2 separate regions of the Gadus morhua genome follow, and region 2 is linked to region 1. The links are chromatin contacts, called in public Hi-C maps. All regions are on one chromosome and are shown on one strand. Each heading gives the region's core, a stretch centred on a gene start, on an enhancer-like site or on the middle of the called end of the contact. The rest is flanking DNA. Distances are from core to core; before and after follow the strand shown.

Region 1 (6,108 bases), core at 2,422-4,921:
CAGCGCTGACTCAGAACATAGAGACGTACAGAAGTGAAGCTGAATGGAAAGAGGTGAGGTGGAAGGCAAGGAAGAGAGAGGGAACAGGGGAGCACATGCATCGAACGAGGTGTTTGACGGAGGTCAGGAAATCAGAGGATTAGTAAGGCTGAGGCATGGAGACGGAGTTAATGAGCCCGATTAGCCCTCTGTGTGTGTTCTGGGATTGGCACAGGATGCTCCCTGGTCCCTCCAGTGAAACGTTCTCTTGATGAACCTGACACCACCGCAGAGAGAGCAGCTTAAACGACCGACGCGTCCGAGTACAGTTGGTGCTGCTGCATCCGAGCAAAACAAAGTCATTCATATTGAAACCTCGTATTCTGGAAAGAATGTGAAAGTCTCTATGCTTTATCCTATGAAGCAAGGGAGTTAATACTTTTGACCAGCATTTCCAAAGTAACAGAGAGTGTAAAAAGACAATGAGAAAAGCACAAGGGTAAACACAGAATACAGGGTGAGGTTCATTTCTTGGCTATTCAATGGAATGGCAATGACCAATACCTTTCAGCATTGAATATTGTGTGCAAGAGAAATCTGAAAAAACCCAGTGTCTCTGAATAATAACATCCGAATTTGAGTTGGCATCCATTTCTGGATATCTACAGTCAGTTAGGAAAGGAACCAATGATGGAGGTGGGAGGTGTCCGTGTTTTGATGTTTACTACATGAGGGCTGCACAATTGATTGCATAGTAATTGGAATTTTTAATTTGGCCCCTGTTATTTGCTTATAGTGAAGGGTCACAATTATTTGACTACAACTACAAAAAAAGGAAAGAATGTGATAAAAACAACAATCTGGTACTTATGATTATTTTTCAACACTAAAGGCCACAAAAAATAAATTGAATCCATGAATGTTAATTGCAATGGACACTCAATCATAACATCAGGCAAAATAATCACTTGTCCTTTTTGTCCCAATTGTGAAGCCTTACATGAAACCTGGTGTTGAATGCAGAATCAGGAACTTGCAGCTTTATATTGCAGGCTGGTAGGCTCACTGGGGAGTTCCCCAGAGAGCTTCAGTTACCAGAATAAAAGCCACTGTGATCATTCAGCAGATGTTGTTCACGGCATTCAAAAAAAGTATTTAATTTCAGCCTAATACGTTGTTAGTTTCATTATTAAAAAAAACTCCCTTTCAATTAAAAAAAGAATAATATTTGTAATTTAATTTCCCATTGATAAGAGAATCGGCTGACAATATTGTCCAGGATTTACAGTCAATTTCCCACACCTAACGTTTATAATTTGGTATATAGTTGACGTCATAGGCCTAATCATTATTTGCATGCATCTAAAATACGTTCAAACTCATCCCAGTACATATTTCTTCATGTATGGATGACGTGATGGAAAATTAAAGCTGCAACCTGGAACCGGTTGTTAAGGGATGCAACCCAAAACACCAATGACACTTGTGAAGCACCATGGCATTACTTCAGCTCATGGAGGCGCGCGCTCTCGCTCTCGCTCTCTCTCTCTCTCTCTCTCTCTCTCTCTCTCTCTCTCTCTCTCTCTCTCTCTCTCTCTCTCTCTCTCTCTCTCTCTCTCTCTCTCTCTCTCTCTCTCTCTCTCTCTCTCTCTCTCTCTCTCTCTCTCTCTCTAACTGTAAAATCCATAAAACAAATCAACACCTAAGCTGACACAAAGACACAACTGATGATTGCACATCAACAGACCTTTGAAGTGGCTTTAGGATTTGCCCTTTGGGAGAGTTATTTTGAGGGGTTTGACAAGTATGAAATTTGTCAATCATACCAAATATATAATTTGCCAATGAATATAGTTTTCAATTTGTTGGGTTCAGCTGGTTGTTGAACACCGATTTCTGAACGTCGCTTGGCTACATAATACTTAAGTATTTGCTGTATAAGCAGTTCCACTTGAACTTTTGGACTTAAGTAAATTGGACAGTTAAGATGTCGATTTGGAGGTGAGTCTCAGTAAAGACAAAACATAGCATTGCTTTTGGCCCACTTATGAGTTCTCAAAGGGCTTCAGTTTTTGTTTTTTACTATTGATAAATCAGTTAGTTTTAATCATATTCAATGAACAAACAGAGAGAACAAAACACACTAAATTCGAAAAAAAATAGTTAGGGACTGCCCTACTGGTCAGCTACAAAAGTCTGCCAAACACAAAAACATTGCACAAATCTGCTGATCCATGACCATGGTTTGGCCCCCGATGAAAGCTGCCTCCAACCATGATTCGTTCAACTGACAGTAGGGCCAATGTATTCCAATTGATACACACACAGATGCACACAAAAACTCGCAATACAAGACAAATCTGACGGTTTGACTCACTTTCATGTTTGCATCTCTGTCACAGTTCTAAATGTGCCATGACAGTTCGTGTTGACATGCTTTGACCACAGGGTCCGAGGGACGCAAAAACAAATAATGAGATTTGGAATGATTTTCACTGAGGTAGGAATGAAATGGTAAAAGTGATGTAACCAACCGAATGCTGATCACACCCACGCTCACATATGCGATCACCTGTGTAATGCGTGTGTACAGATGGAAAATTCTCAACAATTGATGGAAGCAAAAGCAAAGCTTACGACACCTCGTTGAGACACCGTTTGCAGGCTGCATTCCCTTCAGAAGCACTAATTTGCGCATGCAAATACCGCAGAGTAGGGTTTATCCTGCTAAACTTGAACAGAATTACTTCAAATATATATAAAATAGTAGGCCTATAGGTCTTTCCGGCACATTTTCCATTTCCCTTGAGCAATTTGCAACTGAAATGTTTGATGGCCAAGGGAATCAACAGGCAATCAGAAGGGAATGCGATGCGCATGTTATGGGATGGAGAAACGGAGCTGTTCTCTGGCATTAGTGAATAAAAACACATTTTAGCTGACAGTCGCGGACTAACGCGAAAGTCAATGTACTCAAAAGTAGGCGACAAAAAAAGCTACTTTATCCAAAAAAGGGTGGAATGGTCTCTCCAAAGCTACAGCTAGAACATGCCAAGTGTCAGTCCATGGAGTAAGGTTATAGCCTCATGCATCACAACGTGGAGCAGTCATTCTGGTCACCAGTCTGCCCGGACCATGGGCAGAAGTTGATCGACGTGAAAGAAAAGGTCTCCTGAGCATCCGGAACATATACTGAAACATGTTTTAATAAAGTGAAGTGAAGAAAGCCCCAAATTTGACACCAGTCAGCCTACCTCGCATTTGCACCGACCGACCCCAGAAACACAGTAGAAAATGCACCCTAAAACCCGAACCTCGCCTCGAACGTTTCGTTACGCGGAACTTTAACGTTCCGAATTCTTTAGCCTGCATAGTTCAGCCCGTTTCGAACCCATCCAACAGATATATGATGCTACCTAAACATTTCGGATGGATGTGTTCACTTAATGGACGAAACGACACTTTATAACAATAATCCTAAGTAGAAATAAACGGCAGGGGAGAACTCACCTCATTCGTCGACGTGCATGATTAATAGATGACATTAAAGCAGGATATTCAATAGATCGCTTCCTCTGTCTCAACGCGCCGCTTCACGCGTGGCTACGGCAGTCCTCTCCAGGCGTCACTTCGTGCGCTCTGGCAGCGCGCCTCTCAAAGCGTTGCTGCGTGCGCTCTGGCGGCGCACCTCTGCGTTACAACGCGGAAAGCGGAAAGCGTGTTCATTCTTCTCCTCGTGGTGTGCGTGAAGAAGTGCCAGCGTGTCCGCCCACCTGTGTAGAGTCGGAAGAGCTCTTTCCCAAACACCAAGAAACCGACACTTCGGACTGTTTAGTTGTACTGTGGTTTTTATTGCATGTACTGTAATAGCTGCAGAGAAATGACGTTTGGGATGAGCACAGTTTAGTGAGAAGAACCTGCAGTGAGGAGGGTCGATGGACATTATTCCGATGGCACTACTGACACGTTTACATTCTGTTGTCCGCCGTTTTCAGACAAGCACTTATATACTGCATTTGGAGAAGGCGTCTGGAAATGCGACGGGCGACATCAATGAATGGTTCAACATCAAACACGTAGATTTATTCACTTGGACAAGAGTCGTCCTATCAAAAAACGCGTAAAATGTTTGGAGTTGTGATTCAAACTGTAGCGGTTGTGTTTCTGCAAGGGCCGTGCTCTTTTAATATCATCATGGGTTGTGGCGGACGTTAAATAGTGTTGAGGGTCAAGTGACTGCAGAAATGTTATTGCTGGTAATCTGTGTGTGGTAGAGAGCTGTTGCGTTTGGTGTTGGAAAAAAACATCCAAGCGGCTGCCGTGTGCTTATTCGATATTTCCCAATGCAAGCATGTCACTGACCGGGTGTTCTACATATGGTTTTCAATTGATAGTGGGCTATTCCTTCAAGTCACCCATAGGTGGGGGGCCGTCCAAATGCAGTATACGAGCGCCAACTCTGTAAGGATAAGACTTGAGCGATAACCCCATCTACAGGTTACTTGCAGAACTGCAAAACATCAGGGGGTCCCCCAAGGCGGGATTAATTTCAATAAACAAAACAAAACAAAAAAATTATAATCGAAACTCCCTTTGAATTTAACACCCCAGCCATGTAACACATTACACTTTCCGACTTGCAAAAATGGTCTCATATAATTTCTAGGTAACTTGGTCACTCAACTATTACCGAAAGAAAAAAAGGCAATGAAATGACATAACCGTGACATTTTAACTGTACCTGATAAATTGTATTTCCCCCCCCAATATCTCTTCCTAGCTAAACATAAGGACACAAAAGATACAGGCTCCAAAGTTAATACACATCTTATCCATACTATGTCCATATAATAAAAAAATAAATAAATTTAAGAAATAAAATGATTTTTGTAGAAGGTAAATCACTAAGCCAACGAATTACCTCCCACAGATTGATTGCTAACAAGAGTGGGTTTTCTTTTCTTCAAGTGTAGGATTTGATTTTTGCCATAAAAACCATCGTCACCCCCTTACTAATTTATACCTATACTCTAGGCTCTTAACTAGCACGGCTGTGCTATCGGTACACAGGATTAATCTCCATCCAGCCATCCGTAGTGACATGTATTCAGTAGGTGTTCAGTAGGCTAACCGCTAGCGCCACCGTGCTCGGAGTGAGTAGACTGATGCTGATGATGTATGTTGGCAATGAGTCCCAGAACCCAGCTCCTTGGCCTCCCATAAAGAACAGCTAGGAGGGGAAAGTACACGTCTACACGTCTCAAACTGTTATATCTGGTAAAAAGAGAATAGGAAACAATTTATGATTGTTTTTTTGGTTTTGTCCGTTTTTTTTTGCAATGGCATTTTTAACCTTTTTATGTATTTTTTTTGTAAAAATCTCTGTATAATCTGTCGAGACATAACAAAAAACAGACCAACCACCAGCAAAAGAGAACTGTCATGCATAAGTTATTTCCTCACTCGTAATGGATTGCATTTTTTAAGGGTCACCATAAAAAAAGGAAATCAGTGTACATTTTTTTTGTTTGGGTTTCCTCCCGTTCTTCAACATTTTTAGTCTTTTCCATCAATTTGTAAATGTATCGTTCTCGCTGAGAAGCGGTGTTGCCTCCAGCCCCAGGCTTTGTACTCCATGGCAGACCCTCGACACCTGCCATTTGTCCTCCCGTACACAAGGGGGCAATAAGACAGTTCCAGTGAGCGCCGCCTGCGGGGTAGAAACCCCTCCACGAGAAGCCTGACGACAGCGGCTAACACGCAAATATCCTTCATGATTCAATCCGGGTCCAAGAACCGAAGCCCCATTTCCTATAATTATTTATTTTTTTGTTCTTTTTTTTGTTCCTGCTATAAAACGCTTGCGTGTGCCCGGCAAAAAAATCTTGAGTGTAAGACAGAGATTCTACACCAAGAACCTCCCAAGGCTGGAGTCTGGCAGCAGAAGTAGGACGAGTCCCGTCCCTGGGGTCCTTAGCAGAGGGGGGAGCACGGGCACGCCGCGGCCACCCACTATCTGCAAGGGTCCTCCTGGGTGGACTCCCTCACATTTTTCCTCTTCTTGCCGTTGCCCTGGTGGTGTGGCTTGTTGCCCTGATGGCTCTTCCCCCCTGAGGACGAGCTCTGCTG
Region 2 (6,484 bases), core at 3,793-6,292, 160 kb before region 1:
TCCATTTTATTAACTGAACTGATATATTTACAATTAATATATCAATGTTAATTTTTATATTTAGATATATGCAGTGTGCGAAATACGGGGGGGGGGGGGGGTCCAGGGGGTCTCGACTCCCCCGATTTACCCATGAGAGCTAGCCTGGCTATTGCCAGACCAAGCTCAATCGTAGATGCACGTTGGGGAAGCTGCACTGTCATTTTCCTCAGCTCAAGAGGCGAGATCATCGGGCCTAGTTCAACTGACTGTACACAATTGGCTGCTTGCCGCCGCATCCCTGTCGTGAATGTGATAAACCAGCTAATAGCGCGCCAGGGGGGGGGGGGGGGGGCAGCTTGGTGTTTGGCTCCCACAAAAAAATATCGGAAGCAGAAAGAAATGTATTGCTCTACTCCAGACCCTTCTGCAGGGAGAATTCAAATCGTAGAATGGGCAGGGCTACCCAGTCTACATGAGATCCCCTGGAAGCCTCAAAAGCCAAATTTGATGGGGGTCTCAAACTTTGTCAAAAAATTACAAGATAATGGTCACTTAAATGTTTTTAACCTCACCATGTCCAGTATTCAGACCTCAAAACATGTATTCGCAAATATGTTATTTTTTGCTGAGCCCTGTGTGTGTATGCAAATAAGCCATGTTCGCCAAACGTAATGTTGACAAGTCATACTAAAAACGGCTAGCAAGCGAAAGCTAAACCAGATTGTATCAGTCACACACTTTGGGTCTATTCCAACTTAAAGTAAGAGACTATCTTTTTTAATCTTTGCAGTGACTAAATTGTGATTATAGAACCGATTGTTGTGCATACGATGAGTGTGTGCGACTGTGCGCCTGCATGTCCTTTCCGGCTTCGGCATACTGCTCGGTTTTGAAGGCCTTGTGATTGGTTGTGGTCTTAATGAAGCAGCCTAGCCTTGGAGATGTATAAGTTGGAGTGATTGTTTACGTGCTTGCGAGAGCGAGAGAGCACCTGCCGTGGTGATGTTTGGCTTGTTGTGTTAAATGTTGTCAGCATCCGCCATGGTTGGACGAATGTGCTTTGTGTATGTGTTCTATGATGTATCTATCTGATTGTTTTTGCGGTAGATGGATGGTTAAATAATGTCACACGATCGGTCATACTGCAGGCACTCATTTGCAAGTGCACTGATTGCGTGCCAGTCTTCGATAGTCTATACCTGGCATTTTTTCAGTTGCTGATTGCTCTTCTAAGTGCGCCATTTTGGTGCCAATTATTGTTGTGTTTGCATTGTAATGCACAACTTTGCCTCTCCTTGTTGTAAAACAACGTGCATCCAAGTTTTGCTTTGCAAATAGGCTACTATAGCATATCGGATTATAAAAAAAAAAGTGTATGTTTTGTCATGTAGGCTATAGACTGATTGCTTGCATCCATGAAATATTGTAATGTGATAAGACTACTGCATATTGAGAAAATTTAGATCGGTATTGAGCAACAATCTGGGGTTGGGGGACCCCCCCCGAATATTGAAGGGTATTTCGCACACTGGATATATGCATTGTTGTTTCTAGTCTTAATATAAGGGGCGCAAGTTTGCAGTTTTCCGCACTGTTCTCTCTTAATTAAGACACACGTACAGTCAGCTGAACACACAAGTTATATCTGTAATGATGACACTGAAGTTGGTGCAAATTGGCAAGGGTTACAAAAAATGTCAATCAAAAAATAAAATACACTCATTAAACAATAATGGAGCACTATAGTATCCACTCGGTCCCCGACCTCTTCAATAAACAAGGACAAGGGGACTTAAGGGAAGTCCAAAAAACGGCCCAAAACAAAAAGCTTTCTTTGGGTTTGATTTCCTCCTTGTGCGCCGTAAGAGAGGAGAGGCCGAGGCAAACATAAACAAATCAATACGCCAATGCAAGCAGAACAAAGAGCCTCAGAGCCGCTCTCTTGACTTAAAAAAAAAAAAAACACACATGCCAGCGAGGGGCCATCATGGCCACAAAGGGGCCACTGTTCCCTCGCTGGCTGCGCAAACGCAAAACCCCCCGCGCCGCCGCTTGCTCCGGCCCCGGCCCTGGCGCCGCCGCCGCCGTAAAGGCTCCTACCGGTGCCAAAGGCTCATGATTAGACATGTTCCATGTCAAATCACGAGCCATCGATGCCGATAGGCTGCTGATAGAAAACGCTGGTTGGCTCACCTGGCATCACGTCACAGATGGGCACCAGGAGGGTGTGCTCCAGGCTGGCGAAGTTACACAGCAGCTTCCCCTTAAACACGCCGTCCCAGTCCCCGATGGGATTGTCCTGAAACAGCATGCGACACCTTTAAGACCCGCGGCGGCCGGTCAGCATCTCGCAGGAACACCATGCCATTTGGGTTAGATCCCAACCCGGAATAACGAACAAGAAATCGACGACAAAACGACTGAATCCAACTAGAAAACGCAGTGTAAACATAAATAACCGCAGCTGGAGCGAGCTCCGCTCTAAAACACATCCCACTGAGGTTCTCTTGTCAACGCTGCTGTGCTGTGCTGTGAGCCCTCTCTACGGTCAGGGCGGTCTAACGGAGTACGGTTGGTGGTGCCACTATCAGGCAGAGGCAGCAGGGAGAGGCTGGGAGCAGAGAGGGAGGCAGAGCAGTGGGCTACTCCTCGCCTCGCTGCTGGCCTTCTGCCACACTGTTGGGTCATAGCTAGCGCTGAGACTACACCTCACACTGCGCGTGACTCTCCTTTCTCTGGATGGCTGCGATGTAATGAGAAGGCTGCTGCTGCTGCTGCTGCTGCTGCTGTTGTTATTGTTGTTGCTATTGCTACGGCTCACTATCATCAGTCTCCGTCAAATGCCTCGGCGTGCGTTTGCCTCCTCCGATGGCTACGTTCCCGAGCCCTATTGGAACGGTTGACTGCAGACATTAGCATCTCACAAACACAAACAGAAGCAGAAGAAGAGCCTAGAAGAGCGGGTTACCGCTCTTCAGAAAACTGGGATCTGTAAACAGGACAGGGGTTTCCCTGACCAACATATTTAAGGATTTTTACATTAACATATTCTACGTATATTCCGGCTTTGGTAATAAAAAAAAAAATCGATAGCTTCCCAAAGGTCAGGAAATTCGTTTTGCACAGCTGTGGGAGCCATTAAGTTGCATATTTAATTGATGGCTTCATCACTTCAGCATAACCAGCTGCATTAGCCACAACTCTTCCATCGCTTACTGCAGCTCCGCTCTCTTACCATGTCGACGCCCACATAGTAGCCCAGGCTTTCGTTGTCAGGCAACAGGTCGCAGAAGATGATGGTGCCCCTCTCGGGCCCCTCTCTGGTCTGCACCAGGACCCTGGAGTTGATGTCCAGGGGCGGGTAGTCTTGCTCCTCCTCCACCAGGGCGACGTGGTCCACCTCCAGCTCGCCGTGCTCCTCCTCCTCGTCCTCCCACAGCTCCAGCTTGTCCAGGGCCACGAACACGCCGCACTCATCCTCACAGCGGAACAGCTGACGGCCCTGGTAGGAGCCCTCCGTGAAGCCCTGGCCACGCCCTTCCTCCTGGGGCAGGATGAACGAGGACAGGGAGGAGGGGAGGGGGAGAGGGAGAGTCGGACGCAGGATGCCAGGAGAGGGAGATGGGGTGGGCGGGAGAGAGGGGGAGTGAGGAAGAGAGGGAGAGAGAGAGGGAAGGGGACGCAGCCAGCCAGGAGATGTAAATATTATCGTTGTAGAAGAGCAAGAGGTCTAAGTTAGGATGCTTGGTCAGCGCTCTGCAGGAGAATCATCAGATTACAGGGGGCTTCTGATTGATTGCTGCAGTGGGCCTGTAAAAAAGTATATACCTTCTGCCAATGAGTTGCAGAATCTTATATGCAAGTAATATATGCAACATGATCCAATAGTCTCATTCAGAGATGAACACAAAGATGCATTTGGAAGGATAGGACAACTTAATAAAAAGCTTGCTTGCTGATGAGGGAATAACATAACTCGATATTTAATGTATTGTTAAGCGCTACACTGAGGGGCTACTGAGACTGGATGCACCAAACACTGAAGGAATGTACACCGAGTGACGGTCAGAATGTCTGTCCCCGGTCGGTCAGTATTGGCAGCCCACGGTGGGGACTGTGGATAAATGCAGCGTTGTGTTGTGAATGAGAAGCCCTTTGTGTGTGACTATGTTCCCCACGTTGTCACAGAAGATGCTGCATGGCAGAGGACAACCGCAAGACGGGTAGGTGGGCTGGCATTTGATTTTACGACGTAATTACCCAAAGGCGGGCTGTTCTACTTATCGTGTCAGGGGGGACACCAGTGCCTGGTTGAAGTCGTTATTTTGTATCTCTAGTTCTAGTCAAAATCATAAAAATAAATAAAAAAGGATATACATAAAATGATTTAATACATTAAATCATTTTATTCTAATTCTAATATTATTTTAGAAAGGACGTTTGTAAAATGTCTGTCTGATTTGAAAACCTAAAAGGTTTTGGTGGGTGTGGAGTCCCTTCCGTTGGAACCCAAACACTGAATAGGCCGCCCTCGGACCGACCACCCCCAGACGTCGCCCCGTTCTCACCAGCAGCTCCACTCCGAACCAGACCCCCGAGATGGCGCGGTCGGGCAGCAGCGAGCCCTTGAAGCGCACCACCCCGGGCAGCGGCTCGTCGCCGGAGCGCAGCAGAACGTGCACCTTCGAGCCGCAGTCGATGATGCGGGCGCGCTCCAGCCGCGGGTTGTTGCACAGCAGGGCGTAGCGCTCTTCGCAGTTGGTGATGGGGAACAGCATCTCTGCCAGCTTCTCGTCCAGCTCCAGGACGTCCCGCTCGTCCAGGCTGAGCACCACGTTGGTCTGGTCCAAGATGCGCAGGCTCCTCTTGCCCTTGCTGGGGGGTAGCGTGCGGCCCAGGTTGTTGCGCTCCTGGCAGGCCTGCCCCAGGCTGCCACGGGGGATGCGCAGGGTCTTCTGCGGAGGCTTCTCCACCACGCACTCCGTCACCACCATGTAGAAGCGCCAGTCCTCCCTGAAGCCCGCGCTGGGCTTCTCCTGGCTCCACAGGGCAGAGCTCATGGCTGCATGCTCCACGTCGGGTCTAACGCCGTGGGCGAGCCTGGCCGGGGGTCTGCAGGGAGGGGAAACCCTTTAAAATCGGTCGTAAACTTTACTGCCGTTTTTTGGCTTTTGTTTTGTTTGTAAAGGCTTCAGGCCAAAGCACACAATACCCTACATCAACACTAGGATTGTTGTTGGACTAATATTTAAATCACTTTTGATTAAAAAAAAAATGGTCTGCTAAATAACATAATGCAACGGTAGGCAACTTGATTAAGTAGGTGCACAGTGAGCAGCAGCAGATGTATTGCCGTGCCTACTCTACTGCCCAGACTAGCGTTAATACACTGAGACTTTCAGTCCCAAGCTGTTGTCTTCCTTCTACCCGGAGCTCAATCGATACCCACATCCTATCAGCCATTTGCCGATTACCTACCTGTTACATATCTATGTTTTTATCCCCTTTTGCCAGAACAGCACTGAACATTAACTGCCACGTTAAACATTAAAAACATTGTATGGTCATTGTCAACGTTAATTCCAAAACAAGAAAAGTATCTTTGTTGTAACCATGACCTCCAGCATAAGGTCATTAAGGAACTGCTCTGCAACACTAACAAATGAAATAATTTATTTAGCACTAGGCCGATATCCAATGACAGGATGAGGGACAAAAGAATGAAGGTCTCGATGCTTGCTTCCACTTCCAGAATGTACTATCACTGCATAAAAAAGGACCACTACATAGGCGTATATTTGGCATGTACATCAGGGGGGCATCTCCCTCAGATATGATGAGTATGCTTGTTTTCATGAACACTATTTTGACTTGTATGCTGTGTTTGTATTCTGTTATCTCTTTCTCAAATTACCTCGGGATACGACAGCAATAGCAAAGGCAACTATCTTCCCCGGGATCAATAAAGAATTGTGAGTGATACCTCGGATACAGGTTGCTGTGGTGACGGTGGTGATGGGACCACCCCTATGATGACATAGGTTATATGGGTACAATCTAAACCTGGCATGAGCGGCATCACACAGCTTGCTTGGTTTCGGTATGAAAATAAGGGCAGGGACCAGATATTGAGGTAAACAATTACCTTGTTCGACCAGCCATACCAAGAACGATAGTGGTGTAAATAAACACACACACACACACACACACACACACAGATAGATATACAGCATCAAAGCTGGGTCAATGGCTGCCCCAAAGTGAGGGAAGACGGTCCACCATTTACATTATAATGAGCTGCGTTGCCTTCAGCGCCTCATCTCAACAACGAACATGCAAAAGGTGTCAACGTCCCCACTGACAGCCATCACAACAATGTCATCTGCTGCAGGATGCCAGCTGTGGCCTTCCAGGGCATAAGGGCAGCTAGCTAAACATTAACACGTTATGACACTCACGTCAGAGCCGCATCTCACTCACCTTACGCGGGGTTCAGTTCAGA

What was found. Hi-C and Micro-C count contacts between places; a contact is called where the count stands out from the background.
Region 2: a Hi-C map of blood shows a contact between it and region 1, with 4 times the contacts expected there. The contact joins the promoter of cyld here to the promoter of adcy7 in region 1. A contact is called at or near these places in 2 of 6 Hi-C or Micro-C datasets (blood and gill).

The regions. Positions count from the first base shown.
Region 1 is chr14:24,801,188-24,807,295 of gadMor3.0, reverse strand. adcy7 (adenylate cyclase 7) reads right to left here and starts at 3,671. Exons shown (of 27, transcript XM_030377798.1): 1 at 3,490-3,671. tent4b (terminal nucleotidyltransferase 4B) reads right to left here. Exons shown (of 12, transcript XM_030377802.1): 12 at 3,807-6,108. The coding sequence ends at 5,992.
Region 2 is chr14:24,966,183-24,972,666 of gadMor3.0, reverse strand. It overlaps cyld (cylindromatosis (turban tumor syndrome)), which reads right to left and starts at 5,042. Exons shown (of 16, transcript XM_030377154.1): 1 at 4,551-5,042; 2 at 3,218-3,526; 3 at 2,176-2,281. The coding sequence starts at 5,042.